Regions from separate parts of the Hordeum vulgare genome. Here region 1 is linked to region 2. A link is a contact called in public Hi-C data. All regions are on one chromosome and are shown on one strand. Each heading gives the region's core, a stretch centred on a gene start, on an enhancer-like site or on the middle of the called end of the contact. The rest is flanking DNA. Distances are from core to core; before and after follow the strand shown.

What was found. Hi-C and Micro-C count contacts between places; a contact is called where the count stands out from the background.
Region 1: a Hi-C map of seedling shows a contact between it and region 2, with 6 times the contacts expected there. The contact joins the promoter of LOC123425472 here to the promoter of LOC123429753 in region 2. A contact is called at or near these places in 2 of 6 Hi-C or Micro-C datasets (leaf and seedling).

What each region holds. Positions count from the first base shown.
Region 1 is chr2H:120,300,257-120,302,956 of MorexV3_pseudomolecules_assembly, reverse strand. It overlaps LOC123425472, which reads right to left and starts at 1,378. Exons shown (of 1, transcript XM_045109175.1): 1 at 945-1,378. The coding sequence starts at 1,378. The coding sequence ends at 1,139. It overlaps LOC123425470 (zinc finger SWIM domain-containing protein 7), which reads right to left and starts at 1,128. Exons shown (of 5, transcript XM_045109174.1): 1 at 1,045-1,128; 2 at 650-896; 3 at 434-539; 4 at 215-322; 5 at 1-22. The coding sequence starts at 732.
Region 2 is chr2H:119,638,902-119,641,601 of MorexV3_pseudomolecules_assembly, reverse strand. LOC123429753 reads left to right here and starts at 1,394. Exons shown (of 1, transcript XM_045113753.1): 1 at 1,394-2,700. The coding sequence starts at 1,645. The coding sequence ends at 2,646.

The DNA of each region.
Region 1 (2,700 bases), core at 129-2,628, 660 kb before region 2:
GCGCTGCCAACTGGTGCTTACACTGGAAAGACAAAAACAACAACCCAATATCAAAATAAGATTTCCAGTAGCCAAGAGCTGCTACCAATTGCAGCTGCAACAGCCCAATGCTTATTTTATTTTGGATTCCAAATACATCCATTAGTCTAACCGAGAATTTCACGAAGACTCGGTGAGTAATATGGCCGGACGAAGTAACAGAGACGGCACTTACGCAGAGCTGGTCGCCGCGGCCGACGATGTCATAGAAGAAGGAGTAGCAGGTGCAGAGGTGCTCCGGGAAGCAGATGTACTCCTCCTTCCTCTTGGACTCCCCCATCACCTGCAGCGCCAAACCAAAACAAGCCGTCGTCAACCGACGGATCGCCTGCTAGTTCGGTGGCCACAACACGAGCACCCCGTGGGAGCCGAAAGGTAAGGCGCGGGAGCCGACCAGGAAGAGCGAGCGGCCGCTGGGCGCGCCGGTGACGCGGCGGACGCCGCCCTCGTCGAGGATCTTGCAGGCGCGCAGCATGTTCTTGTCGAACAGGTGGTCGAGGCTGCACGCACACCAGAACCCGGTCAGGCGCCCGAGACGGCGAGGCGTGCACTCTCGAATAACAACCGAGCAAGACGGGCGGTGCCGGCCGGCATGTTTGGATTCACTTACATGGACAGGTGCTCGTCGGTGGCGTGCCCCGCGGCCTTGATCTGCGCCCACACGTCGTCGGCCACGGCGAGGGCGACGGACATCGGGCGGCGGTTGCTGTGGGTCACTCTCACTGGACTGGTGGGTCGCGCGCGCAAGCCGTTTGATATTTTGCCGCAGCGGAGGCGGAGACCGGAGAGGCGAAGCCTTCGGGGGTGTAGGCTGACAGGTGGGTCCGTGGACCGTGGCCGGTCTTTTTTTGCAGAAACTGAAGCGAAAACAAAATAAAATCGAATTGCTCACTGCAAACTGCATCTAAGAAGGAAATGTGAAATGTGTATGCACAGCCCGGCAAAACGCCGATCAATTTTTCTCATTACAAAACAGTGGAGCCGACAAAAGGCAAAATGAGCTACCACATTTGTATGCGCATCTTGGGCCTCTGATCTAGACTAGAGGGGCGATGCGAGAGCGCCATGGATCGGAGCAGGCAGCGGCGGTGTGATCACGTCAGCGGTTGTGGAGCGGGTCGGAGGAGTTGGGCACCCGGCGCTCGCTGCCCCTGACGAGGCCGTCCGTCGCCGGGACGCGCGGCCACCACTTCCTCGCCCGCACGTCGAACGCCACGTCCGGCGGGCGCGCCCCGCTCGTGCCGGCGGCGTGGCCGTCCCCTCCGGCCGCCACCCTCGCGAGCAGCGCCGAGAGGAGGAGGAAGAAGAAAAGAAACCTGTGGCTGGCCATCTCATGCATTCATGGGGGCAAGAGGACACCAGACAGAGTGGATGGATGGATGGATCAGTGGGCTGTACCCTGCCGCTCTGTGTGTGTGTGTCTGCGTGCACCAGAGAAGGTTGGTGTGCTACGTACTGCTCTGCTCTGCTGCTGCCAATGCCAATGTAACAGCGCGCGCGGCCGAGAGAAAACCTGAGCGCATTTGCAGACTGGCGTAGCACGCGTCGTTTTGACGGGGAGAATGAATGTGCAACAGTCAAAGTTGGGGAAAGCCCTTTATACTGCCCTAGCGAGCGAGGGGAGGAGAGGGGCTGCGAGGACACAATCATTCGGCCATGTATACCGCATGACTGAAAGGGTAGGAATGGTTGCCACACGCAGAGAATCTCGGCAACAGCGGGCAGCAGGCGCAGACATCAGCAGAAGGTCCGTTCGGGCTCTTGTCCCTGACCCATTCGTTGCTTGCTGGCACTACTCTGTTTCGAAGTGAAATTATTACAACTGGTTCCAAGTGCCAAAAGAAATAAAATGTGGTTCAAACTTCAAGCCATCTCCATGTCAAAATAAATAGTCAAATATCATCTCCATCTCCATGTCTTATGTTGTGGAGATGGTAGGTTAATCTTGGGGGGATTAAGAATTGGGACTGTGGGAGTCCCGGACAAGGCACGCACAGGTGTCCATGTCGCTTTTTGCTGAGGGGTTTAGTGAGTGAAGAATCGGAGGTTAGCGGCAGATTAGGTGGGCGGCCCGGGAAACAGGGGACACGGCTTTCCATGCGCGAGGGAAAGGCCTTGAGCGAGCTCCGGAGCCTATGCATGCCCCGGCATCTTTCTTTTCTCTCCTTTTGCAGAACCAGAAGCCAGCGGCCATGCAGCGGCAAGCGGCAGAGAGAGAGAGAGGGAGGGAGAGCGTGCGTGCGTCGCGGCGCCATGGCCGTGCCTCTCGGGCGCTGGGTCGCGTGTCCCGGTGGCCCCAGCTTTCCGCCCGCGATGGACAAGGCCGGGGCTGCTTTTGGGGTTCCAACTGCTACAAAGCGCTGCCTGTCGTCCGTGTCTCTCCCGTGCGGGAGAAGCGACGGGTGCAGAGAGCAGGAATCTGCTCTGGGCGCTGTCAGCCCGCGACACTCAATCCTAATCCCAAGCTTGAGTGCAATTGCGATAACGTCACAGCATCTAGTATTTCCTTGTTTCAGAACCAGCCGACCGGTCCAAATATCCAAACGCGAATTGGGATTACTAGCAAAACATGCCCGTGCGTTGCACCGGGAGACGAAATGACATGTTTTTCTGCGAAGCAAAACTCAATTATCATTAATTAGGTTGTACATTTGGATGATA
Region 2 (2,700 bases), core at 145-2,644:
GTACGCAGCGCGGGCCGGTGTCCTTCGTCATGGAGGCGATTGTGTTTGCATGGTGGAGGCAGCGGTGTAGTGGCGGTTCTAGTGCTCTTATCGCATTATGACAACGATCTACATGATCAATCCTCCTCGATCTGGCCGTTGACATGTTTCGGGACGGCTGCAAGAGATCTTGCACAAGGATATATGGATGAGATAGAATTTGGTCGTGCACGTCCATATTAGCTTACGTGGCTCCATGAGGATGTGACACGAAGCTCTGTTTGTTTGTTAACACCATGACACATGTCGGTATCTTGATTTTCATGGCATGGACAACGGTGGAGAAAGTCATGGTGACTGAGATCGGAGTATCAGTAAGGCGGAGGGGGGCCTTGGACGCAACGGAGTCAGCCAGTTGTTTGATAACTTTTGCAAGCAGCACTGACAAGTGGGGCCGACAGCACTAGAGGATTTCATTTTTTGTGATGCTCCTCGGATGTCGAGTCGTGACTTCTTTCAGAGTGAAAACTTAAAATTTGATCTTCCTTTGTTGTCCGTGGTAATTACCTTGGTGAAAGTATTGTTTCGAGAGCTACTTTTTCGAGGATGAAAATCTAAGATGCTGGAACACGCAACGACGGTGTGTCGTTGCTTGTGCATTGTTTTCTCCCTAGAGGCATCGCCTTTGCAGACCTTTTATGTTTTTCGGATGTTGTCTTTGATGGTGGTTTGTATGTCTGTTCCGTTAAGAGGAGTTGCTCATTGTGATGAGGTCTTTATTTTTTCAGGCTGTGTTCATCATGGATATCTTTCAAACATCTTGTTGATGCAAAGACTGGATACCGCCATATTAATATATATATATTTAGAAGAAGAAAGAAAACAAAGGGCATTTCCCTCTTTCAGATTCAGTGCTTGAGTAGCTATTTGCATCATTGAGTGAGTTCTCTAGTGTAAGACCCTCCCTCAAACCAACAAGTGGGCCGGTTTTGTGGCCTTCCTATCAGTCATGCTTCCTATAGCGGTAACGATAATGACTTACGTACATGTGCGTCAACCAAAGCGGCATTCGCAAGCGTTATTTAGACCAGTGGCCATCGAGGCCATCAAAAAAGTAGGCCAGTGGCCATCGTTGTTCATGAGTGTCTCTGCCCAAAACGAAGGCGACCCAGTTGATCCCCATGGCCTCGCCACTGACCCGCACGAGAAAACTGCACAGCGCGGAAACCAAGGCACGAGACCCACTCTACACGAGCGTGCCACGAAGCTTCACCCAGCTCCAGGCCTCCACCCGCCCCCACATGGCAGTGCCGGAAAGGAACTTTCCCCCTGGTGGGTCCCACGTGTCATAGAAACCAGTAGTAAACTGTCGGTAGTCTGTGTCAGGGTCACCCTCTCTCTCCCCTCGCGTCGTCGTCCCCCTTCAACAAAAGCCCTCGATCTCTGCTCCGGAGAAGCTTCTACCCCCTCCACCTCCACCTCCACCCCCACCCCCACCCCCCACTCCATTGCCGCCCCTCGGGATCCCACCCCGCGCCGCCCGCCACTCGGCCGCATTCCGCACCGCGGCGCATTGCCTGGCGCGCGGGGGCTGGCCGGAGCACGTCGTCGCCCGAAGAGCCTGATCTCGCCCCGGATCTGACCCGGGCCCGGAGGAGCGGCGGGATGGCACCCCCGCGGAACGGGGGCGGGGCCGCGGCGGTGCGGCTGCCGGCGATGAACGCGCTGGAGATCCTGCGGGAGACGGTGCGCGTGCTGCGCGCCGACCCGCACGCCTTCACCTACGTGCTCTTCCTCCTGCTCTGCCCGGCCTCCGGGATCCTCCTCCTGTCCGCCGCCGCGCTCGAGGGCGCCGCCGTGCTGCCGCTCGCGCGCCGCCTCCTCGTCGCCGCGGCCGACTCGGGCGTCCCCGTCACGCATTTCGTCAAGCAGCTCGCGCACCACCTCGCCGCCACGCTCGTCGCCGCCGTCGTCTCCTTCCCGGCGCTCCTCACGCTCCTCCTTGCCGCCCGCGCCGCCGTCGCCTACACCGTGGCGGCCGTCTACGCGGGCAAGCCCCTCCCGGCTGCCGACCTCTCCCTCCTCGCGCGCCGCGCCTGGCCGCGCCTCGCCGCCACCTACGGCCTCTCGTGCGCCGCCGTCGCCGCCTGCCTCGCCGCCTTCCTCGCCCTCCTCGTCACCGTCTGCTCCACGCTCAAGTCCATGCTCTACCCGCCGGACATTGTCGTCTCCGCGGGCCTCCTCACGGTGCTTGCGTTCTCCATCGTGTACGCGCACACCATCATAGTGTGCAGCCTCGGCGGAGTCATTGCCGTTCTTGAGGACGTGGCCGGGGTCAATGCGCTGCGCCGGTCGGTGCAGCTGATGCGCGGACAAACCCATGTGGGGCTGCTCATCTTTCTTGTATCCACCATTGGTCTGGCCTTCGTCGAGGGCCTGTTTGAGCACAGGGTGAAGACGTTGAGTTATGGGGATGGCTCATCTCGGCTCTGGGAGGGGCCATTGCTGATCCTCATGTACTCTTTCGTGATGCTCATCGATTCAATGATGAGTGCTGTATTCTACTTCACTTGCCGATCATCGAGTTTGGCAGTCCTGGATGAGGAGGGAGGCTCAATCGAGGAGATTGAGATGATGATGGGTGACAAATCAGATTCAGTCAGGTGATGAAGAAGATTATAGGTTTCTTTCTCAAGGTGTATCTGTTCATATTCTGGTGGG